Regions from separate parts of the Mus musculus genome. Here region 1 is linked to region 2. A link is a contact called in public HiChIP or PLAC-seq data. All regions are on one chromosome and are shown on one strand. Each heading gives the region's core, a stretch centred on a gene start, on an enhancer-like site or on the middle of the called end of the contact. The rest is flanking DNA. Distances are from core to core; before and after follow the strand shown. Region 1 overlaps Babam2 (BRISC and BRCA1 A complex member 2). Region 2 overlaps Rbks (ribokinase).

Region 1 (5,488 bases), core at 2,615-5,114, 350 kb before region 2:
TCTGGAGTTAGTAGTTATAGTTGACTCTGTTTAGAGATTGTTCTTCTGGTGATTCTGTTACCGTCTATCAGCAGACCTGGGAGACAGATTCTCTCCTCTGAGTTTCAGTGCTCAGAGCACTCTCTGCTGGCAAGCTCTCTTACAGGGAAGGTGCGCAGATATCTTGTATTTGGACCTCCTCCTAAGCAGACTAAATTCCTAAGTTCCTTGGAGTCCCGGGACCAAGATGGCGACCGCTGCTGCTGTGGCTTAGGCCGCCTCCCCAGCCGGGTGGGCACCTGTCCTCCGGTCCGGAAGGTGGCCGGCTGTCCCCGGCCCACACAGGGTGCTGCCTCAGCGCCTCTGTGCTTCTGCCTGTTCCAGAAGCTGTCAGGTTCTCTGGCGCACCCTCTCACCTGTTCAGACTAATTTCCTAAGTTCGGCGGGTCTCGGACCAAGATGGTGACCGCTGCTGCTGTGGCTTAGGCCGCCTCCCCGGCAGATGTTTTCTTAGTGAGACAGAGACTGCTAGAAGATGCCTGGCCACTAGAGACCCAACAGGGGAAGTCTGGGAAAGTTTTTCCTTCTGCTGCAGCCCTAACTCTGGCCTATGACCTGTAGGTAATTTCACCACAATGTTTTTATATAAAACTACTTTCAAATACTACTGGTCAAGTATGAGTGAATTTACCATTATTTTAATATAAATGTACAAATCTCAATTGCCCCAGAGTGGGTTTAATGCTCTTCCACTGTGTGAGGCCAGGATCCTTTTCCTATGAATTACCTCTGAAACATTTTTATTGGAAAAAAAATCAATGTATTCAATAGTTACTCAAGCCCAATTCATCTTTCCAACTCCTCACGTCACAAAACCCCAGAGGTTTTAAGGTCATCCAAAGACAGATGCAGAGAATAAGAGGTAACTTTGTCTCAAAGGAGAGGTGTGTGCTTGCTTCCTGCTCAGTTGTGTTTTCCAAAGGCTCCTCCACAGGAATGGCGTGCACATGCACATGCACTGCCCACCCCTGTGCTCACTAGTGTGGAGTCACCTGGTGCCTGGCTTCCATAGAAAAGTGAAAACACACCAGAAAATGCGATTACCCCGGGCACTGCCACTCTTCACATACGAACTCATTTACACGCTGCTCCGGCTTGATTCCTCCCCTGGCTTTATGCAGTGGGTGAGGCTGAGACAGGGGCAGAGGAGCAGCCTGAGATGGCAAATGGAGAGAACCTACCGGAACTGGAAACAAAACTGGGTCTGCAAAGTGTCTCCACACTAGTAGTTTCTGTTTGCTTAAGAATAATCTAGGGAGCTTGTTAAATATTCACAAACCCAGGTCCTACCCTAGCGCAGGCCATGAATGCACTGGATCCAGCACGTCTGAGATGGGGTCTGGACACTGGCACTTTCCCAGCCCACTCAGGCGGGGCAGCACACACCTGCTGCTGCTTCTGTTCTTCACCCTGACCATGTACACAGTCACTGGGCACAGGCAGAGGATGGGTGAGCAAATCTGCCTCCCATCCCAGAAGCATCACAAGTGTCTCAAAGGAACTGCTTCAGGTCACACTGGATTACACAGTAAGTCTCAGACCAGCCCAAACCACATGATGAGACTCTGCCCTGCAAACCCAAACCAAAGCCAAAGCAAAACAAATACCACCAAAAACAAGGCAGGGGAGGCTCCAGAGGTGTCTTGGCAACTAAAAATACTTCCAGGTTTGGTTCCCAGAAGCCACATGGGACTGCGCACAACCATCTGTAATTCCAGTCCTAGAGGCACTTTCACCCTCTTCTCTTCTGCCCCCATGGGCAGCTGAATGAACATGGTCCACAAACATACTCCAGGGAACCAGACACATATATACCAAACAAACAAACAACCTAATTAACAAGGCACAATGATATATGAAAAGCTAGAAATTATTGTAGATGGAAGACCATGTGTCTTGGGCCATACATAATAGCCTTCTGTCCCACTGGGGGTGGGGGGAGAGACAGACAGAGAGAGAGAGACAAAGAGAGAGACAGAGAGACAGAGACAGACAGACAGTCAGACAGGCACACACAGAGATAGAAAGAGACAGAGACATAGAGGAGGGGGCAGGCATAACTCCTATTTCAGACTAGCCAGTCAGGCTGTACCTAGTTAGCAAGAAGCAAGAAAAACAATGATAGATCCAGATGCCTACACATGATAAATTAGAAACAAAATCTGAGGTTAAGAAAGACCATGTTTAAATACACACACACACACACACACACACACACACACACACACACGCACACACATACACATACACACAGCAAGAAAGATCCTAGAGATAAAGAACTCAGGCTTTTAGAATGAATACCAAGCAACCTTAATACTTAAGTACTTTTCCCTTTATACTGACAATTTCCAAATTTATAACTCTAGATCAGAGTTATACTATAGTCTGATATAGATAATATACTTCGAGCAAACTGTTCTCAGCAAAGCCTAATTTAGTAATAGCAACTCTTGCCTTTTAGTTCCTGAATGAAAAGCCTCAGCTACCCATCCTTGTCTCTCCTCTTACAGCCCAAGGAGCCATTCCCAACTTTCCAGCATCGCCCACCTGGCTCACTGCTAGTCTGGAACTGCCTCACTGTTTGCTTCCCAGGCACTCACTGAGGTCTCTGACAGAGGCTCTTTACCTCTGCTTGTTCTCTGTTCTGTCCTGCTTCTTCCTAAGGCCTGTACCTCTGACAGATACTCTGTTTGCTATGCTAATTTGTCACTGACTTTCCTGACTGTCATTTATTAGAAGGCAAACTCTTTCAGAATGGGGAACTTTGCTGAGTTTGTTTAGGTGTGTAACACCCAAAACAATAATGGCAAGCTGCATTCGGTTTCCAATAAATATCTGTAGTACAAATGGAATATCCTTAATCTGAAAAACTGAAATCCAAAATGCTGCAAAACTGGAAGCTTTATAAGTGCCAATTGATTTCCCAGTGGAAAATTCCATGCCCAATCTTACAGAATGGGTTACAGTTAAAACACAGGCATAGGACTGGGGAGATAGGTCAGGGGTTACAAGAGCTTGCTGGGCAAGTATGAAAACCCTAGTTCAAATCTCCAGCTCTCGTATAAAGACTAGGTATGGCCATACATGCCTGTGGCCCAAGTGCTGCAGGGGAAAGAGACAGGAGAACCATGGAAGCTTGCTGGCCACCAGTCTAGATCCAGGTAGAGTCAGAGACCCTGTTTCAAGAGATTAAGGCAGACTTTCTCTCCTGGTCTCTTATCATGCATAAATCATACATACACATAAGTGTATATGTAAGCACACACGCACATACACACACAAACACATCACACAGACACAAACCCATAGGTACATTAAAACTATTATATGAGATTAATTTCAGGCTCTGTGTATATGGTACATATGAAATATAAATAAATTTCCTGTTAGACTTGCATCCTATCTCAAATATAGACCTTTATGCATATGGAAATATTCTAAAATTTGAAAAACAAACCTGAAACACTCTAGTCCCAAACATTTCAGATAGAGGACACTCTACCTGTGTCAAATGACAATGTTGAACTTCCCAAATAAACATTCAAAGTCTATAAATGTCTGTATTCTTTTCCTCAAATAGTTACTATGGAAAGGAAGATTTTTAAGGGTGTTGGGGTTAGTAAACATTTTTGGTACAGTCAGTTAATAAATATTGCTCTTGCTGCTTTAGAAGATGTGTAAATGAATGTGCATGGCCATGCACCAACGCAACTTTATGACTACAGAAAATTGAATTCCATACAGTTTTTACAAGTTATGAAACATCATTCTTTAAATGCTTTTCTAACCAGAAAAATGCAAAGATTATTCAGAGCTGGTGGGCCACACGTTACCAGCCACTGGCTGGATCTGCCCAGTGCCTATAGCTTGTCTCTTGACTCAGAATGACTTGAGGGTTTTACAGAGGCTGGAAAAAAAAAAAAAAAAACCAAAACAGAAACATCCAGGAGGAAACACAGGCAAAAGCCTAAGATGAGGATGTTAGCAGAAACAAAAGCAGGCCCCTTTGTCAGGTGTCTTTGGTACCCCACTGGGGTAGTTAGTGTCATTCCTCTATCGACTTCTTTAGGCATTGGGTGAGGGGCACATCAGGCACTTCATGAACCGTGGGAGTTCTTACGATCGCATTAGATTGTAACTGTGCAAGAGCGAGCTATTTATATGATTCCGAACGAAGCTTGAGGCATATTCTGGTGTTTTTTACATCTATGTTAGGTGAAAAAGCTGCCTACAGAAGCCTGCCTCCCACCCAAAATACTAGCTGTTAGCTGCTGACTGATCCTCGGCAATATTAAGATGAATCATATATGCTCTTTTCTCAGTGCAAAAAGAGATAATTTTGAAACTCAAAAAATTTCACTTTGGGTAGTCACAAACCACACAGTAGAAAAGCTGTCCAGCCGTAAAGTTGTAAATAAATAGAACCCACTCCTGCGTGGACATCTTTTGCTTCTTTTAAACTGTGACGCTTTTTTAGGCCTCACCTCCTGCATGGTGTTGAAATGATAAAATGTTGCAAGCATGTTCCGTGCCTAGGCCGGAAGGCAGCCTTGGCTTCCCTTCTCTCTTCCCTGGCGCTCCACACCCTTGATCTACAGAACCCACACCCTTTCTCAGGCAGCTGCCTTTTCACCTACCCCAACCAGCCTGTGGCTTTCCTGGCTTGCCCTTGCTTGGTCTATAAGGTGCCAGCTGCTGGCAGAGCCTAGTCGTTTCCTATGACAGAAAAACTCTGTGTTTCTTTCTCCTTATTGTGTGGAGAAGCAGGTATTTTTGGCCTCAATTTCTAAGATCTGTTTTATTTCTCTTGTTACTAAGCAGGTCACTGCCACCCTCATTTTTTGCTGTGTCATCATTTTCCCACATTACCCTGTTTGGCACCGAGGGATGAACCACATCAAATGGAGGAATTGCAACCACACATTGCCTTGAGAAGGAAGCAAGGGAGACCTTAGGGTGTGTGTGTGTGTGTGTGTGTAATGACCATTTTGGGGGCTTGTTCTCCCATAATCAAATCCTGCCTATCTTAACAATGTGGTGGTGTGTCAAAGCATTGGAATTCTGCTTTACTCAGCAACCCAGAACTTTATAGGAAAATGAAGCAACAAAATGTTGGTCTTCCTGTTAACTTGTACTTAGCATGGGACTGTTTGTTTCCCTATGACATTCCAGTCAAATCTCCTAAGTTTCTGGAGCTCTGGGCTATCCACAGAGGCCCATGCAGTGTCCTGACATCCTTAGGCATGGTTCTTTTTTTACTTACTTATTGATGCCAGTGCCTAAACTCATTGGTTCATGTTTTTATTTAACAAACTATCACTTGTACTAAGTAGACAGTCTACCACTAAGCTAGATTCCCACTTTCTTCTAACCTGTCCCGAGAGAAACATCATGCATTAGAAGTGAAAGTCTTAAATCCAATAAACCAAAGAAGCAATTTGCTTGCAAA
Region 2 (5,474 bases), core at 1,300-3,799:
CCTACCCAGGTGGAGCCTTTGCACTGTTGTGCCTGGGATATAGTATCAGTCTTCCTGGTCCCCATCTGCTCCTAAATGCCTTCTTCTGAGGCTTTGAGACTTCCCAGTGTTCACTGGTAACCATGTTAGAACGTCTGGCTCAATGGAAAGACAGCAGGGAACCACCAACAGCTACCCACTATGCCTTGCAATAGTGTTTGCCTTTAGGGTAACCCACACGTCAAAGACCCTGTCTAGCCCACTTGCCCTTCAGAGCATGAGGCCTTCCCCTCAGTATTTCTCAGATGTACTCTTGTCACCCCCTGCCCCAAAGAACCTTGTAAATGTTTTCCTCCTCACCCTTCTTTTCCGCGTGAAATATTGAGCCAGCAAATATACTCATCTGCACATTTAGACTTCCTGTCCCTCTTTAAAGAGACACCAACCACTTGGGAACCCATACCCTGTATGAAAGAAAAGTCCTCAGCTGAGTTTCCCTGCTCACCCCAGCAGCTAGAGCTGACCCGTCACATGGGGAAGGGAACCCTGAAGCCTGATGGCTCTGCTCACCACGATGAGCCCTGACCTCAGATTCCAGGGCTGCTAGGAGACTCTTAGCCCAGGCTTGCTCAGCCACCTTTTGAGCTCTGCTCCAACTCTCCCTGGCAGTGACAGCATCTGCTCAGCCATGGAGAGCAGAGTGTTCTACCAAGCTATAGTGCAGTGGAGGTCCAGGATGTCGGTCATTGCCATGGGAAGCCCCCTTTCTGAGCCGATCTCCAGCCCCACCTCTCTTGGCTTTGACTTTTCCTAAAGCCTCTGCTCCTTATCCCCTAGGGATGTCTGAGCCTTGCCTGGCTTCCCCAGTTCTGCACTGACCCCAGGACTGTCCACTCTACTCCCGTTACTTGATTTGAAAGAACCTAGTGGGGAAACCCCCACTCAATTCTCGTTCGGCACGCACCCAAGAATCACGAACAGACGACCATCTTGATGTAAAAGCATGAGGTAGTTTAATGATGGAGCTCCAGGCCTACACGTATCTCCCGCAGGAGACAGAGGTGCTGACCACATGGTGGAGCCATAATGGCAGAGCTCCGGTTCGAAACTTATCTCACGCAGGAGACAGTGGTTTCGACCCTGAGGCTTGGAAGCTAGGGACTTTTATAGAAAAGGGGTGGGGCTGGGGGAGGAATTGGCGCGGTTTCACATGATTGGTCCATTTAAACATTAACAGACTGTCAGAAGGGCGGGAGATAGGGAGGCACTAGGCCAGTCAGGACATGTAACGACAGGCCTGCCCGGGCATGTCCTAGCCTGTTCTGCTATGTTCTCAGCCCCAGGTTTCAAAGCTCACAAACAACTCTTTGGGCTATTTGACATAAATTACATGAATCACAGGTCTCAAGGTTTATTTCCTTTCAGATTCTCATGAACTCACTAAAGGGTTCATGGAGAACCTCACCTAGCCCACAGCGGAGTGAAGGTCAAAGTTCCGGGGAAATTCTGATGGCCACTGCTGGAGCTCTTTACATCCTGGCCTGCATAATCAGGGGCTCTAGGATACTAGCTTCTACCCCTTCCAAGCCCTCTGACTCTTCTCCTCTGAGCTGGGAACAGAAAATCAACCTTGCTCTAACTCTCAAAGGATGGAGTCCCTATGATGGTGACCCCTTCTGTTCCTGGAACCTTGTCTGCCCCCACTCATCTAGGTCATGAGTTTCTACTACATGTAAAAGAAATGGCCTCTGATATACCATGTAGTCTGCCCTGCTGTGTTGAACACCCATTCTGCCAGGCTCTCCTGGACCCCCTGACATTGTCTGAATTAGTAGCTACAACAGTCCCATCATACAGGTAAATAGATGCAGAAAAGCTGAACAACCTGCCAGAGATCACACAACCAGTACATCAGTCAAATGGGGGTTTTGGATCTGTCTGACCCCACCCCATTTGTGCATGGTTCCACTTGAGAAAACATCTCAGTTGTGAGTTTTTCAAATGGCAGAGAGGCTTCAATACAAGTGAGAAGGCAACCCACTCACCATCCCTAAAAGATGACTGAGGTAACAAAGAGACTGAAGAGAGATTAAAAGGTCCTTCTGCATGGTGTCCCTGAAGTTTGGGATGCCTAAACCCAATCAGGTTCTCATGCCTCAGCTCCTGGACAGGGGAAGGAGGCAGAAGTGTATGCTTAGACATCAGTGCCAGAGGAGGGTAGGCCTGACTGCCAGGCCAGCCTAGAGCAACTGAGGCAGCTCCCTAAAATGATCCCTGGAAGGCAATTCCATTCCGAACCAAATGCAGAGAGCAGGGCTGACCCGAGTGCTCTAGAGCAAATCTGGCCCCCAGCACCATGTAGAAGGTAGTGGGGACCCTGACAATTTACATCTGCTCTCTCCTGAGCCCCTAGTCAAATCCTTGAAAAAGAAATGGTGTGTCATCATGTTTCAGCCATTTCTGAAACCACAAGCAGACTAAGGAATTCAGCCTGCAGTGTGGGCTCTGAATAGCTCTATGGAGGGAGAGGCCTTGAAAAGAAAAGCAAGTGGTATCTACTTGTCAGATGGAATGTGTGAAGACATCCAGGAGGAATGTGGGGGCTCTGTTCGGGTGGCTCGGGCAGTTTGGCCTCTGAATCATGCCATGTGGGTTCAGATTCCTAACAGATGAAGCCTCAGGGCTGACATCACTCTCGCAAGATCACCCGGGAGCTGCGGTGCTGCCCAGCAAGTGTTTTACCTTGGGGATTTTCCCAACCACATTTAATATCTGTCATTCCTTCCAACTCACCCATTTTCTGTCATCTGGAATTTGACAAACTAGGACTCTTATAAGCCTGTTTCATTGCTGGTACCCCCCTCCTGTAAGATGAGGCATTCTTAGAATGGCATGTGCTCTCTCTCTCTCTCTCTCTCTCTCTCTCTCTCTCTCTCTCTCTCTCTCTCTCTCCCTCCCTCCCTCCCTCCCTCCCTCCCTCCCTCCCATAGTTTCCAGGTAGCCTCAGCTCTGGTGACTTCTGATCTCTGTTGTTACACTTCAGCCTCTCACTCCCAGGACGACAGTACCTGCTTGAAACCCCCAGGCCTGCTCTGGCCATGGCCAGTTTCCTCCCATCTTCTCCATCTTTCTTACCTTCCTCAGTTTCCTGCATTTTCTCCTTCCTGTTGAGTCCCTCCTGGTTGTTGTTCCTCCCTCAGCAGTAAAGAGTCTCTGATTGTCCTTCTCAGCCTTTATCCCCTGAAAACAACAATTCCTCTGTTGTCCCCTTCTTCCCCCACACCTGCCTGAGGCAATCTAGTTCAAACTCTCTGCTCCTGTGGCAAGCATAGAGGAAATGGTACCTGCTGTGATTTGAATCCAATTGGTCCCCTCACACTCACATTCTGAGTGCTTGTCCCCCAGGGGGTGGCACAGAGGACCTGGAGGACAAACAGCCAGGCCAGCAGGTGAGTTGCTAGGCACAGGCCTTTGAAGGCTATGTCAAGCCACACACTCCTACCATGAAGTGCTTTTCTTGTCCTTACGGACCCCTGCCCCAGCCCTGGAATAATGAGGAAAACAACCCTCTCCTCCTCTTTTACTCAGTTCTTTGGTCACAGTGATGCAAAAGTAACCAACACGGTATCGCATGCAGGGCACAGGGAGAGATTCATGATCTTCGTGTTTATCCCTGACACAAGCTCTTCCCACAGGCAGTCAAGAAAGCCTCTCCGCCTGTCCTTCCTAAACCCTTCCCTAGACAAGACTAAGCAATGTCTGCCTTCCCTGTAAGGTTTCCACAGCAAACTTGAGCCACTGTAGTGCAGAATTACATGCAAGTGGTCATCCACACCCTAGCACAATCGAGGTCATAAAGAGGTGGCAGTCCTGCTATGTCACTGGAGTCCCACACAGATGACCTCGCTGAAAACTGTGCCTGTGAGCGCTGCCTTTTCTTTAAATATCGAAGAGTTGTTGACATGCCTTGAACCAAGGAGAATCAGTTTCCTCAGCTTTAACCTGAGGATGGCACAGGGTTGCTGCAGGCCTCCAAGACACTGAAAATCACAAGATGCCTCACTGCATGGCCTCTCGGCTTTGTGTGACTCACTCACTCACAGGCACTCGGGTGCAATGCAACTTGCACAACATAGAGCACAGTTTGAACTGTGCCTTCCTCCAGGGATCCTAGTGAACATCCAAGAAGTAACATCCAGGAGGCCCAGAAGAGCCTGACAATGAGGGAAGAAAAGAAAACCAGGTACTGCGGCCAGCCAGCTCGTGGTTCAAGTGAGGGTGCCGTGCTGGGGTAGTAGTCTACCATCTTTAAGCATTTCCTTCCCAGCTCCCACCTTCATCAGACAGCCCTCAGAGACTGGGTCTGAACTGGGTCAGTTCACTGATGGCACAGAACCATGATCTTAGACAAGAGCCCCAGGAAGGCAGGGAGCAGAGGAGGGAGTGGATACGTGGGGTGTTGGCCAGAGAAGGTGGTCTGAAAGGAAGGAGGGAAACAAGAGAGCAGCCTCCACAGAGCAACACTGCCTCAGGCCCAGCAGCAGAGCCCCCCTCCCCCCAATCCAGCTTGGCCCTGTCTGTCAAAATTCTCCCCTCTCAGGTCCTGGCCTTGAAGCCATCCGAGCAGCTTTGCCAGTGCGCTGCCTACACCACTAGCCTTCAAAACCCACCTCCCCCCCCACACCACCAAGCCCTTGTGTGCTGCTCTGCTGAGGTGATTGATAACCACAACAACCAAAAGCATCCTAGGGAGGAGAGCATTTTTATTTGGCTCACAGGTTACAGCCCAGCATGGAGGAACTCGATACAGGAACCTAGAGGCAGGAGTTGAAGTAGAGGCAATGACGGAGTGTTGATTCCTGGCTCTCTTTTCATGGCTTGTTCACAGTGACAGCGCCCACAGTAGGCTCAGACCTCCCACTTCAGTCATTAAAACAAACAAGCAAACAAATAAAACACTGCCACCCCCCCCCCCAGGAACCTCATTATGTAGCACTGGACATTTTTACTGTCCTTCACATCCTGACACAAGAGCTGCCTCCACACAGAATGTCTCAGAACACAGGAACTTGGGGAGCCTTGGGAAAGCAGAGAGTGCAGAATGCCACGTGTACTGTGGGTAAGCAGCTGGCCCTCAGGGGGGAAATGTTCTGAGAAGGCAAGGAGTACTAGCCACGTGGGTGACTGTCGGAAGGAGGGTAAGTTATGCCATCACCCCTTTTGGCATAAAAATAATGTTCAATAAAAGGTTAAAACCATCAAGTTCTATCAATGAGATATATTCCATTATGCCAAGAATGATTGATTGGAAAGTACTTTACTTACAGGAAAATCACTGATAGAATACAGCTTCCACTTTTAAAGCACTTCCATTAAAAAAAAATCATACCAATGTATAAAAATAGTTATACTAAAAATGTGAATCAACAGCCAAGTAATTTATTGGCACTTGAAAGCCTTGTGGTATAAATAGAGCCAACAATGAGAATATCAAG

Evidence for each region. HiChIP or PLAC-seq counts read pairs in DNA pulled down with a chosen protein or histone mark.
Region 1: a contact with region 2 is called in an H3K27ac HiChIP or PLAC-seq map of embryonic fibroblasts, with 6 times the contacts expected there. The contact joins two enhancer-like sites. A contact is called at or near these places in 2 of 484 Hi-C or Micro-C datasets (cortical neurons and embryonic fibroblasts), 1 of 115 datasets of contacts at active chromatin or transcription factors (embryonic fibroblasts) and 2 of 9 other capture datasets (embryonic stem cells and liver).

What each region holds. Positions count from the first base shown.
Region 1 is chr5:31,983,612-31,989,099 of GRCm38.p6, reverse strand. The region is part of intron 7 of Babam2 (BRISC and BRCA1 A complex member 2); the gene reads right to left. All of the region lies in intron 1 of Gm52770 (a long non-coding RNA gene), which reads left to right. Among named protein-coding and RNA genes, the nearest start is that of Gm52770, 13 kb to the left of the region's middle. Within about 2 kb of position 3,864, at least 102 of the 459 cell types and tissues checked have an H3K27ac peak or open chromatin away from gene starts, as enhancers often do. A contact at or near this core is called in embryonic fibroblasts, where this site is marked.
Region 2 is chr5:31,627,361-31,632,834 of GRCm38.p6, reverse strand. The region is part of intron 7 of Rbks (ribokinase); the gene reads left to right. All of the region lies in intron 2 of Gm38424 (a long non-coding RNA gene), which reads right to left. Among named protein-coding and RNA genes, the nearest start is that of Mrpl33, 16 kb to the right of the region's middle. Within about 2 kb of position 2,549, at least 145 of the 459 cell types and tissues checked have an H3K27ac peak or open chromatin away from gene starts, as enhancers often do. A contact at or near this core is called in embryonic fibroblasts, where this site is marked.